Linked DNA regions of Callithrix jacchus: region 1 is linked to region 2. A link is a contact called in public Hi-C data. All regions are on one chromosome and are shown on one strand. Each heading gives the region's core, a stretch centred on a gene start, on an enhancer-like site or on the middle of the called end of the contact. The rest is flanking DNA. Distances are from core to core; before and after follow the strand shown. Region 1 overlaps TTLL11 (tubulin tyrosine ligase like 11). Region 2 overlaps DAB2IP (DAB2 interacting protein).

Evidence for each region. Hi-C and Micro-C count contacts between places; a contact is called where the count stands out from the background.
Region 1: a contact with region 2 is called in a Hi-C map of skeletal muscle, with 10 times the contacts expected there. The contact joins two enhancer-like sites. A contact is called at or near these places in 2 of 3 Hi-C or Micro-C datasets (both in skeletal muscle).

What each region holds. Positions count from the first base shown.
Region 1 is chr1:170,464,349-170,470,961 of calJac240_pri, forward strand. It overlaps TTLL11 (tubulin tyrosine ligase like 11), which reads right to left. Exons shown (of 8, transcript XM_078375581.1): 3 at 1,463-2,038. The coding sequence starts at 2,032. Among named protein-coding and RNA genes, the nearest start is that of TTLL11, 110 kb to the right of the region's middle. Within about 2 kb of position 3,428, at least 1 of the 16 cell types and tissues checked has an H3K27ac peak or open chromatin away from gene starts, as enhancers often do. A contact at or near this core is called in skeletal muscle, where this site is marked.
Region 2 is chr1:170,125,780-170,133,277 of calJac240_pri, forward strand. All of the region lies in intron 2 of DAB2IP (DAB2 interacting protein), which reads left to right. Among named protein-coding and RNA genes, the nearest start is that of DAB2IP, 65 kb to the left of the region's middle. Within about 2 kb of position 3,897, at least 6 of the 16 cell types and tissues checked have an H3K27ac peak or open chromatin away from gene starts, as enhancers often do. A contact at or near this core is called in skeletal muscle, where this site is marked.

The DNA of each region.
Region 1 (6,613 bases), core at 2,178-4,677, 340 kb after region 2:
TGGCATTTCGGGTCTTTCTCTGGTATTTATCTCAAGACACTCCTTCTTGGCCTCCTTTTCTAGCTCCCTCTCCCTTCTCTGCCTATCCCTTGGTTAAACAGTGGTGCCCACAGGTGTCTTCTCAGTCCTCTTGTCACCCTCTTGGGTCACCATTTGCCAATGAGTTCCCATCTCTGTCCCCAACCTGAAATCTGTCTCCTGAAATCCAAGCTTCAGGCTCCAAATATCCAATTGTCACCTCAATCTCTCCACTTGGATGCCTCATAAGCACTTCAGGTCCAACTCCCAACCATCCCCCAACAGCCTGATCCTCTTCCAGGGGCCTCTATCCATCCACACAAGTACCCAGGCCACCTGCACATCAGTCTCGGTTCCTCCCTGCCCTCACTGCCACCATCTGTCATCTCTCTCCAGCCTCATTCAGTCACCAAATTGAGCCTTTCTAGCTCCTTCCCTGGCACCCAAATCTGTCTATTCCCCCTACCTGTACCACAACTTTCCCAGTCCAAACCAGCATCCTCTCCAGCTTCTGTGAAAGCAACTGTCTCCTAGGGACCTCCCCACTTCCAGACCTGCCTCAGTGTATTCTCTACCCTGCAGGTATGCTGTTCTTTATAACATGCAAATCTGGGTGTATCTTTCCCCTGCTTAAAATTCTCCAGGGACCGCCCCCCTCCATGCCCAGGCTCTCCACCCCCTACCTTCCTCTCCCATCTCACCTTCCCTCACCTCCCCTGACATCTCCACCTTGGACCCCACCCACCAAGCATACTGAACCTCCACCAGCGCCTCATGCTTCCCCCTCACCTCTCTGGCTACAGCATGGTTCCACCTGGATCCCTTTGTCTCCCTCCGACTAACTGTCACTCCAGGTTCCAGTTTGACTGTCATTTCTTCTGGGAAGCCTTCCCTGACCATGCCACTCCTGCCCAGAGAATGTAACATGGCTCCACCATCTCAAGCACCTCAGATGTTTCCTATTCTATTCTAGCACTTGTAACCCTTTATAATTATTGCTTTTTAAATTATACATCTCTCAAAACACACTATATGTCAGCCGGCAGGGTCCTGACTTACTTTCTCAATAGAACCCGGGACAATGCCTGACCCCTACTAAGCATGTGGCAAAAGTTGTGGAATGAGTAAGTAATGAATGAATGAGTAAATGAATGAATGTAAAACTCTGCTTTATATATGTTATCTCATTTAATTCTTACAAAAACTTTTTAAGGTAGGTATTCTTCATTTCCTTTTACAGGTAACAGAGGGAAGCAGCTTGCCCCAAATCACACAGCTAGCAAACCAAAAGCTGGAAGTTGGGCCCAGGTTTAACACCAAAGCCCACAGCACCACCGCTCCTATCCCCTCCTCTGGCCACCCCACCCCATCACTCATCCCACACAAAGCCAGAGAGCCCATTTGAGGCTGCTCAAGGCTGAAATGCAGGCTGAGAACTGGTTACCTGGAAGCACGTGGGGCCTGGCCTCCCTGTGGGGATGTCCGACTGGTAGAAGACCCTGAGCTCTGGAGTCAGCGCGATGACAGTCTTTATCACGAGGGAGATGATGTCAGACCAGACCTTCTTGATGTCAACGCCTTTGGAAGACAGTCTACAAAGGATGCTGGAAAAAGTCCTTTTGCTGCCTGTGCTAGCACTGTCTGAATGGACAAAGTTGCTGCTGTGGATGTTCAGGGAATAGTTGGTTAAGTGCATAAAAATGTGGTGCAGGTTTTTGGGGGTGGGCTCCTGATATGGCTCAGTACAAAACCTGGAGAGTCCGTCTTTGGCTATATAAATCTCTAAGGGGTCTAAGGACTTGAGTAAGACATACAGACGAATATCAAACTTGAGCTTGTCGATAAGGAGAGGTTTGCAGATGTACTCCTGGACCACCGCCGGCCTGCTCTGGAGGGTCCCTGCCAGGCGGATGTCACTGGGGTCTTTAATGAGGTAGATTCCGTCACCCTGACAACCACCATCAGGTTTCACGATAAAAGTGGGCTTCCAGGAAGGGTCACCATCTTTCACCATTCGAACCTGAAAGGGGGAAAAAAGGATGGCTGACATTATATTCTTTTCCCTCTGGATCCCTAGCACAGAGCAAGGCCTTGGCAAATGTGTGGTGAATGAGTGACAAGATGGTCCCTGCCGATCTGACCATGTGCTGAGCATCTTCCATGGAGACTACACTGCACAAGGTACTGAGATCGTGACATCAGGATTGGCCCCCGTCTTGTACTCCAGAGTGAGACAGAGCTCTCTTGTGAAGTGGATTGGCAGTCACAAGACCTGGGTTTGAATCCTGTTTTGCCAGTTATTAGCTTCCACCTTGAACGGGCCATAATAGCACTGAGAATAATAATGATGGTGAGCTAATATCATTTATGAGCTCCCGTGAACACTATATCAGGCGCTTACCTAATTAGCTCATCTAACCCTCACCAGAAATATGGTCGTGCCTTTTCATGTCAGGAACAGATAGGGTACAGCAGTTGCTAAGAGCACGGGTGTTGGAGTCAGATGGCCTGGGCTTAGACACTGGCCCTGCTCCTTATCCTGGGCCTTGGGCAAGTGACTTAAGTTATCTACACCCTTTCCATCTATGAAATAGAAGTAAGGTTGTTTTGAGAATTAAATGCAATAATAAATGCAAGAGGCTAAGTACCTAGAATCTGACAAATAAAAGACAGTCCAAAGCCTGGTTGTCGCTCTTCTTAGAAGATGAAGTGGCTTGACCAGGTGCAGTGGCTCACGCCTGTAATCCCAGCACTTTGGGAGGCCAAGGCAGGTGAATCACCTGAGGTCAGGGGTTCGAGACCAGCCTGCCCAACATGGTGAAATCCCATCTCTACTAAAAATACAAAAAATTAGCCGGGTGTGGTGGCAGGCACCTGTAATCCCAGCTACTCTGGAGGCTGAGGCAGGAGAATCGCTTGAACCCAGGAGGCGGAGGTTGCAGTAAGCAGAGATTGCACCACTGCACTCCAGCCTGGGCAACAAGAGCATAACGTTGTCTCAAAGAAAAATAAAAATAAAAGAAGATGAAGTGATTTGCCAGCTAATGAGGTTAGAATTGGGATCAGAATCTAGATTGATGATTAGAGCCCTCAGACCTTCCTCTATCCCACAATGTCTTGGTTTCCTCACTTTAAAAATGGAGATATAGACTCCTACTCTCATTGGGTCATTGTAAGGATGAAATAAACTAAAACGTGCAAAGGACCAAGTGCAATACCAAATACAGAGCTAGTGCACAGGAAATGTCCGTTTCATGTTTACGCCCCTTCTTAAGTTCATCTGGTAGACCTGACCAGTCCTTCCATCTGTTGAGATCTTTTTGAAACAAGATCCTGTCGTCTGTAGTATTTGCTCTCCTCCCAGCTCCAGGTCAGCAGAACACTCACATAACTAACTATCTGGGCAACTGACCATCCAGATAGTCGGTCTGGACCTGTGGTTCTGCATAATTCATCCTCACCCCATTGCCCCCGATGCTGGTGAGATGCTTCCTGCAGCTATGGAGAGTGGATGGACTGAAATGGCAGGAGAGGAGGTTTTCACCAGGAGAGAGAAGCTGGAGGAAATGTAAGGACGGATTTCAAAGAGGGAGCCATCCTCTCTGTAGCTTCTTGCGTGAAAGTTTCCCTCTGAAATTTGAGAGCAGTGCCTGGCAGGCTGAGTTGGTGCCCCAGTGAGGGACTCCTCTCAGCCCTCCACCTTTGCTGTGTAAGCCCAACCCAGGACAACTGCACTCTCGGTTGCACTTATCTCTTTGACCAGCCTATATTTCTAAATGAAGCTTATGCCAATTCCTTGGGCACTATCAGTTATTCCAGGCTTGTAAAAGATCTTTAACAATGGAGAAACACTTAAAGCCTTAATAATGGTCCACATCAATTGTTTGCCCCTGTCAGCAGGATTCAAGAATGGAACTTCACAAGAGATCAATGCAAGCCTCCCAGGGCCTTCCACTGAGGCTTTCTTGCAACTGTGACCTTGATGTTTATGTAGTTACTTAATATTCATCCAAAGCATTCGTACACTCGGCCCTTTACAGTAAGTATAAGCATGCTGGACAAATGGCAGCTATGGATCAGGAAGTGAAAAATGTCAGGTTTGCACTGATGGGAAATTTTCCCTCTGGAAAGCTTTTGCTATGCCGAAGACACTAACAGTTCAATAGATTATCCAGAGCAATATTTTTTCCTTTGAATTCCATGTATATGCCTTAAATAAATTAAACTACATGGTCAATAGTCTCAGTCACTCACTGGATCCCTGAATACTACTTCTGCTCTTTGCCAAAATAGTGCCATACAAATCAAGATGATTAAAACTCATAGAGTCATTGAAATTTTAGAACTTGAAGAATCCTCGGAGATCAACATCACCCAGTGCTCTCAAAATTCATGGGGAAAACTGAGGCTCAGAAAGGCGACATGACTTCCCTTGGGTCTCATAGCTGGCTAGGAGGATGGTCAGGATGAGAACCTAGGTCTCCTGACCCCACCTCAAGTTCATGGTGCCATTTTCACCTCTAAGATAAAACTGAAGATGTCTTTTTCCTCTTCTTACTATAGGAAAGTTCCTCCTAATATATCAGACAGTACTGATGTCTGTGCTCTGGCCTCACCCTAAAGATTTTGGCCCTGAGTATGGCCATCCAGGAACTGTATCTGTAGATCCTGAGTTGGCCAGACTGCCCCAGTTTCCAATCTTCTATCTGGGTGCCTGGCTTGTTAAAGCACAGGTGTGATCTATAGGAAACCCTCACAATTGTTCAGAACGTGGTTCCTGTAGCCACGAGACCCTTCTGCCACTGCTACCCTAAAAAGAGAAACATTTTTCATAATTCATATTTACTTTTCTCTGAGATTTATTCAAAAATGACCCTTTCCCAGCAGTTATTAAAGTTAAAAGGTCACATATTGGCTCTTAAAAAGAAGTGATGGACCAGAATGAAAATATAATCCATATACCTCAGCCCCAGCCTCAGCAATTCTGATTTAATCGATCTGGGATGAGACCTGGTCATATGTATTTTGAAAAAATCACCACAGGTGATTCTGATGTGCACTCTGTCTGAGAATCACCGGACTAAGTGAATTAAATTAAGATACCATCTGAAACCAACATATTCAATGAAGTATTCTGCGCAGATGTTAGCCAGAGTGTGAGGAAGACTTGCACTTAGGCTACGACTGATGGTATCTCTAGTTTTATCCAAAGCCTCTGTTGGACCTGAAATCCATTACCTTGTAACTGTATACACAGATGGCTGAAAGAGATACAGAGGAGGTAGTGGCCTAATTGCCTGGCACTTCTTTGGCCTATAGAAAAATTTATATGGTTTTTACTGCCCCCTAGTGGGCATTTAGAAAACGCTACTGGGAAAGTCCCTCGGTTCAAAATTCCAATACTACAGAGCAGTACGATATTCTATTAAGATATTAAAATGGTCTTAAAGAAACACCACTACAAATGAAATATTATTCAGCCTTAAGAAGGAAGAAAATTCTCACACATGGCACAAAATGAGTGTATTCTGAGGATATTATGCTAAGTGAAATAAACTGGACCCCAAAAGACAAATACTGTAAGAGTGTACTTACATGAGGTGCCTGGAGCAGTCAAATTCAGAGACAGAGATTACAATGGTGTTTTCCAGGGGTTGGGGTTGGAGGGAATGGTGAGTTAATGTTTAATGGGTACAAAGCTGCAGTTTTGCAAAATGAAAAAAATTCTGGAGATGGACAGATGATGGTTACACAAAAATGTGAATATACTTAATGCCACTGTATACTTAATGTACATGCGATGCACATTTAAAAATGGTTAATCTGATAAAATTTGTCATTTATATTTTACCACAATCTTAAAATTAATTTTGATTTATTTATTATTTTTTTTTTTGAGACTGAGTCTTAACTCTGTTTCCCAGAATGGAAGGCAGTGGTGCGATCTTGGCTCACTGCAACCTCTGCCTCCTGGATGCAAGCGATTCTCCTGCCTCAGCCTCCTGAGTAGCCAGGATTACAGATACACACTACCACGTAGAGACAGGGTTTCGCCATTTTGGCCAGGCTGGTCTTGAACTCCTGACCTCAAATGATTCACCTGCCTCAGCCCCCCAAAGTGCTGGGATTACAGGTGTGAGCCACCGTGCCTAGTCAATTTTTAGGTTTTTTAAGTCATAGCTTTTGGTAAGTTAGAAATAGTACCACAGTGAAAAACAGAAAACCTGGATTTTAGTCCCAATTATTTCTAACTGTGTGGCCTCGAGAAAGTCACCTAACTTTCTGGGCTTTGTTGTACTCACCTATAAAATAAAGGGGTCACACTAAGGTCCCTGGCTTCTGCCAGAGAGCAAGTGCTGAACCATGATACATCTCGACATCACCACAGTTGAGGGCTGCGTTACAAACACACAAGTGGCATTCACCATGCTGGAGAGTTCCCACTGTGCTGTTAGGATCAGCACATTGGGATGATCTATAAGAGGAGGAGATTTGGATCTGAGATTGATGATGCATTTGAGGAAATCAGCAGCGCATTTGGAGGAAGCAAGCAAAAATATTTGGAGGGAGAAATTCAGCAACTGGAATATCAAGC
Region 2 (7,498 bases), core at 2,647-5,146:
AAGGCTGGGGCGTGAGTGGTGCACGGGGAGGAGCAGGCTTCAAGTGGAATGTCCAGGAGAGAGAGCAGAGGGAGGTGGAAATTAAAGTCCTGGAATCCAAGGCAAAGACCCCGGGGAACCAGAGCAGGCAGGTTTGGGTTTGAGGATAGACCCGCTGGTTGCTGTGTGGAGAGATGATGGGAGAGGATGCAGAAGGCTGGGTGGCCAGTGATGAGACCGGGCAGCCATCTGACGGGGAGTGTGGAGAGCTGAACAGAGCCCAGGGTCCTTGTGGGGACAGATGGGGGCTGTCCCAGCCATGGAATGAGGTGGAAGGTCAGAAGGCTCAGACCTCCGCTGGGCTTGAATCCTGGCCTCTGCACGTTACTAGCTGCATGGCCTTGGGCGTGTCCGTTATGCTTGTGAATTCATTTGCTCATCTGAGACGCGTGGTGATAGCAGCACTTGTCTCACAGAATTGCTGCAAGCATGAAATGTGCTGAGGCATTTAAAGCTCAGCACAGTGCCTGGCATAGAGTAAGCGTTGGACATGCCATAGCTGTGATTGTGTTTATTACCGGTGATAAAACAGATGGGTCCTGGTGACCCAGTGGACGGGAGGAGATGCAGGGACAAACAAAGGCAAGCCTGAAGTTTCAGATCAGCACCAAGACCGGGTCTCTGCAGCTGGTGTGTGAGCACAGACCAGGTCTCCAGGTGCTGTCTTCCCTGCTGACCCAAAGGGCTGGGGCCAGGACACCTCCTCCCCTGCTCTCACCTCCTCTACCCAGCTCTCCCTTAGCAAGGCCTCCTCTGGCCCCTCCAGTATAGACTCCCACCCCCCAGGAAGGGTCAAACACAAACTCCATCTCATTCCGACACCTCTGGTGCCATGTAAACCCGTTCTTTTCCTACAGGAGTTCCCAGGGTCAGGAAGGTGCAGTGAATGAGGCAGGGCTCAGAGTGACATTGGGAGCTCAGAGCAGGAAGTGTCTACCCCAGCGTCCCACCGTGAGTGAGCACTGGAGCCTCCCTGGCAGGATGCCGTGGACAAGGTGGCGTGACAAAGGTGGAGACTTTGAACATGGGGTTTTGAACATGGGGATTTTGGCGGGCGCAGCTTCACCCCTGGGCCCTGCTCACACTGGGGCTGAAATTGGGTTCCTGGAATTTCATGTGCACTTTCCCCTAGATCCTTTCAGGGGCTCCCCATCCCTGCTTGGCTTCAGCTCCCCTGTCTCCCAGGTTGAGGGGTTCCAGCTGCTTCGGGCTGTGAGAGCCCACTGATGCTGGAGAATAAATTTGCTGTGTTTTTGCAAAGTATGTGGAAGCATATTTGGGGGTTTAATCTCCTTAATAAATGGTTCTCAGATTGTGCACTATTAAACTCCCAGAAAATTCACGAGCATGCTGGGAATAGAGACCTCATTGGGAAGGTTTGACATGAACAATACAATAAACGCAGCTTCTAAATTGGGTCAGGGAAGCCTTCGAGGCCCAGAGAGAGGACATTCCCCGCTAGACCCTCCCCAGGCCTATAAATTAATCATGAGCACAATGAGGGCCTTGTTCTCTCTTGTCAGAGCGTAGGGTTGTGTCTTTGCCCACTGACCCCCCCACCCCCCAACGAAATCACCTCTGTTGCAAACAGAGCGCCTGGTGAGGCCATTCAGCGCCTCTGCTTTGTTATTCCTGTGTCTCCAAAGCAAGGTAGGTGTACATTTCAGCAAGAGAGATGTAGGTTAGATAGGGGGAAGGACTTCCTGGCTTACCGTAGAGTGGTGTGAAATCCTGGAATAGGTGGCTCAGGGAACTTGAGGAGACTCTTTTCATTAGGCTTTTAAGACCTGGCGGGCTCTGTGCCCTTTGGTACTCTCAGGCCATTGCCCAGAGACAAGTGACCAGGACAAACATTGCCCCAGGGTTTGGCCACAGGAGCTAGCCTGGATATGCCTCGTTCTGGATCATTGTGGGAGATTTAAGGCTCAGCTAAGGGGACGTCAGGACAGCGTCCGCCAGGCCCAAACCCTCACCACGGTCTAAGTACATGGCATTTGGATAAGGGAGGTCAAGTTAGGTCTCTGCCATGGGTCTGGGGCTGCTGCTCCCTTCCTTAACACCCTCAGCCTCTTGGAGCCCTATTCAAAGTCTTGGCCCAGATGCCACCTCTTCTGTGAAGGCTTCCTTGATTTCTCCTTGCCCTGTCAGTCAAAATTGGTTGCTTTCTCCCTTGTGCTCCCTCTGCCTTGGGCTCTTGCTCCAGAGTCTCTCTGGAAGTCTTTGTGTCCCACCAGACTGTTGGCTCTCTGAGGACAGGGACTGTGTCAGAGCCCTCTTAGGACACAGAGGGACACAGAGTTCCTGGAGGGTGTTCCAGGGACCGTGCTAGGACTTGCACTGGCCTTCACATGCCAGCTCCTAGGACGTGCCTCCTGTGCATCCCAGGGTGGGAGCTGAATGGCCTGGCTTCCCAGTGACAATGTGGGAATCCTGTGCTTTTAAGACGGGAGCAGGGTGAGGAAAGAGGAGAGGTGGAGGAGGCAGAGGCCCCGGCCGGCCACAGTTGACCCTGCCTTTACTCTCTTGGTTCTGACAGTTCACAAGTCTTCTTTTTTCTCTGAATCTGCTCAAAGCCCTTCAATCCTTCAGGTCTTTGGAGGAGGGTGAAATGCCCGCCCCCCACAGTGTACACAGGAACGCCACCCTGAGCCAGCACGGCTCCAGGTGTCCCTTTGTGCCTAGAAAGCAGCCTTACCCTAGCACAAGCCTGGGCAGGTGCAGCCTCGGTAAGCAGTTTGGAAGGTGACGCACAGGTCTGAGAATGGGTGGGCAGTGGGGGTGGAGTTCACTGTCAGCGCCAAAGAGGAAGGAGGAGGCCTTTGTGGGAGTGTGGAAGGAAGAGCAGCTTTCTCTGGGGAGAGCACTTCCCGGCGGCGTAACTGGGTACCCTACCTAGACCCCCTGGCCCTGGCCCTGGTGCTCCAGCCTATAAAGGAAGCAGATGGTGGCAACAGAAGAAGGCATCGGACAGCCCTGTCGGTTCAGCCCCTGCCCCCGCCACCACCTGTGGCAAGGCTGTGAGGAAGCTGCTCATCCACTTCCATCCTCACCCCATGGGCTTGGCTGCTCCCTGCAGACTTGGGCCTTGGAGGCACCCCCAGCCCTCCAGAACAGCCAACACCAATCAGGTCTGATGCCTGATGCCGTGGGGCCATGCGTGTCAGTTCGGCCCACCCAGCCTCAGACCTGCATGTGTGTGGGTGCATGTGTGTGTGCATGTGAGTGTGCAAGTATGTGTGCATGTATGTGTGTGCATGAGTATGTGTGCATGTGTGCGCATGTGAGCATGTATGTGTGTGTGCGTGTGTGTGTGCGTGTGCATGTATTATCTGTGAATGTGTACATGTGCATGTGTGTGTGTGCTAGGGACTCTTGGCAGAGGGTGATTATGGCATGGAGGGGGCTACAGAGGCCAGGTCTCCGTGTGGCCGGTCAATGCCTCAGGAGGTCAGCAGGTGGAGAAAGAGAGCCATGTGTGGGGTCAAGGAGACCTTGGGGCCGTTCATTGGGCGGCACTGATTCAGTGCCTAAAAATAACCTTGGACTTGGTACAGCACTTCAGAAATTTCCAGGCTCTTTCAGACCTCCCACAGACCATTTTCAGTCTCCAACATCCGGTGAGGAAGTTAATTCCATCGTTATTTTACCACCAGGAACGCCAAGTTCTAGAGTGAATTCGTGAAAGGCTCGCAATTAGCTGGTGGTAGAACTGGAACTGGAACCCTGGTCTCCCTGGCCATAGGTTCAAGGTCACCTCCTGCAGACCTACTGTGTGCTTAGCCCCATGCAGGGGCCGGGCCTAGAAACGGAGTGAAAGTGGCACTGGCTTTGCTGCCAGCATGGCCTGCCTGCAGGGAAGAGGGCCACTCAAGAGAGAGGTTAGGACACAGCAGGGCAACCTCAGGAAGGAGGGCGCTGAGATGGGAGCAAAGCCTTGGATGAGAATGGACACCCAGAGCTAGACAGGGTGGGGCTTGGGGGTGGAGGCTGTTCAAATGCAGAGCACTCTGGGTGAAGACAACACGCCGTGGGCATCCTCTGCAGGGCCTGGCAGGCAGTCTGCCCAGGTGAGTCACATTTGAGGGGCCCTGCTGTGGAGGACCTTCCCAAGGGACAGTTCCCTGTTCAGATGCCTATTTGGTCGGCGGCGGGGATGGGATGGAGTCTTGCTCTGTCCCCCCCAGGCTGGAGTGCAGTGGCACCATCTTGGCTCACTGCAACCTCCACTTCCTAGGTTCAAGCGATTCTTGTGCCTCAGCCTCCCGAGTAGCTGGGACTACAGGCACATGCCATCATATCTGGCTAATTTTTTGCATTTTTTTTTTTTTTTTTTTTTTTTTTAGTAGAGATGGGTTTCACCATGTTACCCAGGCTGGTTTCAAACTCCTGAGCTTAAGCAATCCACCCGCATTAAACTCCCAAAGTGCTAGGATTATAGGCGTGAGACACAGTGGCTGGCCTCACATGTCTTTTGAGGGAGGGGCCAGGGCTGCCCTGCAGAGGTCACCCCCACCCCAGCCCTGTGACTCTCCATCCTCTTCCTCCTGGCCAGACCTCCTGCTCTGGCCATTTTTATTCTCCCTTTAGCATAAGATGGCAAAGTGACTGAGAAGGAGGAAACAATCAAAGGAAGAGAAGTGGTTGCCACGGAAACTATAAAGTGGAAGCAGAAACTTTCAGGAGCAGGAGGGAGGAGGGACGCAGACCTGGTGGTTGGGCGGGAGGAGAGGCGGGAGGCCTGGCCCAGGCTAGCCTGGAATGCCCCTTCACCCAGTCCTCGCCACCCTCCCCAGCTGAGCAACGCTGGGACCTGTGCTCTCAGGAGCAGGAGGGCTGTCTGTTTTCTCCCAAGCCTGGGCAGGAGGTGCCTGGCACCAGAGTGAGGTAAGCAGCTTGTGGGCTGAGGAGGAGACCTCATCTTCTGCCCAGGTCCCCGCCTGGCTCTGAGCCGCCAGTTCCATGTCTGCCTGGAGGAGTCTTTGCATGTCTTTATACCATGTCTTGATTCCACTGTTCTAACAAGCCAAAATGAAACAGCACAGGACTGGGCAGTTCACCAGGCAGCTTCCTGAGTGCTGTCTCATTCGAGTCTTATGACAGTTTGGGAGGAGAGTATTCAGATTCCACAGAGCGGGGAGTTGGGATCCAGAGAGGTTAGGGGGCTTGGCCTAGGTCACAGAGCTAAGAACTCCTAGGGGGAGGATTTACACCCTGAACTGTCAGATCCTAAAGCCCTGAGCTCTCCTTGCCTTCTTGACACTCTGTTTTGTAATGCAGGGCTCTGCACGAAGCCGTGAGTTTTCTGCAGCCTCCAGCCCCTTCTCATCCTTCATTCCAGCAAGACTTTCCCCCAGGGAGCTGCCATTTGCTTCCTGGAGGAGCCTAGGGAAATTGGTTGTTTCTGAGGCTTGATTTCCCCATCTGTAAAATGGGTATAATAGCACCTTTTCCCTCTGAAGGCTATTGGGAGGATGCAATGAGACAATTCAAGTCAAGCACGGGGCACAGTGCCCGACACAGAGGATACCCTTGAACTCTCTGCTGGCTGCATCTGAACCTAGGAAGCACGGAGTGGAGTGGGCAAGGCTGGGGCAACCTCCCTGTGTTTCAGAGACGCTACTTCATCTGTGAGACAGTTCCGATGGGTTTCTGCCTTGCTCGGGGAATTGGACAGGTAGATTGAGATCATGCCTGTGGAGCCTTGAAACCACCGAGTCTAGTGGGGGAAGTAGCAGGGTCTCCCTGCTCTCAAACTGGCCCTAGAGCTCCAGTGGACATTGAGATATCTCAGGCAGTGGTTGGGAGGAAGGGAGAGAAGAGGGATTGGGACCCTGCCCAGTTAGCCCCTGAGCAGGAGGCTCAGACCTGCTGAAGATTTGGGTCTGAAATGAGCCCTTGGAATTCCACGTTGCCTGCCCCCGAATTGCAGCCAAGCCTTAGATTTCTCCCGGGAGAGGCCCAGCAAGCCAAATGTATTATTAAATGGCAGCGAAGCCGGGCGCTGCATGTGAAAGATAATGGGGGAATTTATTTGATGGGCTATAAATCACAGAATGAGAAGCCCTGCAACCTGTGGGGAGGAAAATTAAGAAGTCCTGAGCAGTGACTTGTTTGGGGGTGGGGGGTGGACAGCATTTGGCCCTGTTTTGCTGTGAGCCTGGCAGCTTCATGATGCACAAGGCCCTGGGGTCCGAGGGGCTCTGATGGGCACACTTCCTATGTACGCAACAGTGACACCCCCTCCCCCACTGGCAGCTGCCATGTGACGATGCCAAGCTGGGCACTGGGTTATGACCCTCCGGGAGAGCAGTGTGCCAGGAGAGACAGATGTGAGATGAATCATCAAAAAATATGCAGTTGGCCCTCCGAATCTACAAATTCTGCATCTGTGGGTTCAATCAACCGAGGATTGAAGATGGTCAGAAAAAATTGCATCTGTACTGAACGTGTACAGACTTTCTCGTTGTTGTGATTACCTAAACAATACAACGATTTCCATAGTGTTTACATTGCATTTGGCAGGGGGGCTTCCTGGGGGAAAGGTGCAGGAAGCTCAGAGAGAGTGTTGCAGGAGGGCCGTGGAGGAGGCGCTGAATTGGGAGAGGAGAGAGGTGGTTTTTCTGGAAAGGAAGAGTGAATGGGAGTCAGCAGGTGGGTCAAGAGGCTGTGGCAGGGAAGATGAGCCAGAAAGAGTGTCCAAAGGCCAGCAGCAGGGCCAGAGCAGCCAGGCAGGGGCTGTGTTTCAGATTTCACCCTGCTTGTTTTCAAGAGAACCACACACTGAGGAGGCAGTGGAGGATCTGGGCGGAAATTTTGGGGGGATGGAGGTCCACAAAGATAGAGATGGTGATGTCCTGGTTCTGGGAGATGTCAAGGAAGGGATGAGGTGGACAGCCTCAAGCTGGAATTTGGGGCTTAAAATAGCCCATTTCACAGAGCAGCCTCCGAAGTCTACAAAGCCTGCCCCATGTCCTGTGTCCTTGGAGGTGGGAATGATGGGAGCAAAGACACAAAGGAGAGAAGCAGTGGAGGGCTGGGGGCCAGGGTGGCTGGGAAAGGGATAGGAGTAGGGTGTGGTAAGAGGGGAGATAGAAGAGAGGGGCTGGGGCTGTATCCACTGACCACTGCCCTAGGCTAGAACTGGACTCAAGGCTGCATGGGACTGAATCCTGTCTCTGCCCCTAATCAATTCTTGTGCCTGTAAAGTGGGAGAGTAATAGGATTCACTGCTTATGGTCGTTAGACGGACTGGCTGAACTGACACTGCCTGGCAGAGGGGAAGTGCTGAATTGCGGTTGATAAGTATGCACTGAGTGATCCTGGGCAGCTCTCCCTCTCTGAGCTTTGCTTTCTCCTAGCAGGTTCCTGCAAACCCTTCTGGCCAAAGTCCTCTAATCTCCCTGTGTTAGCAGTGTGCAGCTCCCGAGGGTGGCCAGAGCACAGCGCCCAGCTGGCTGTA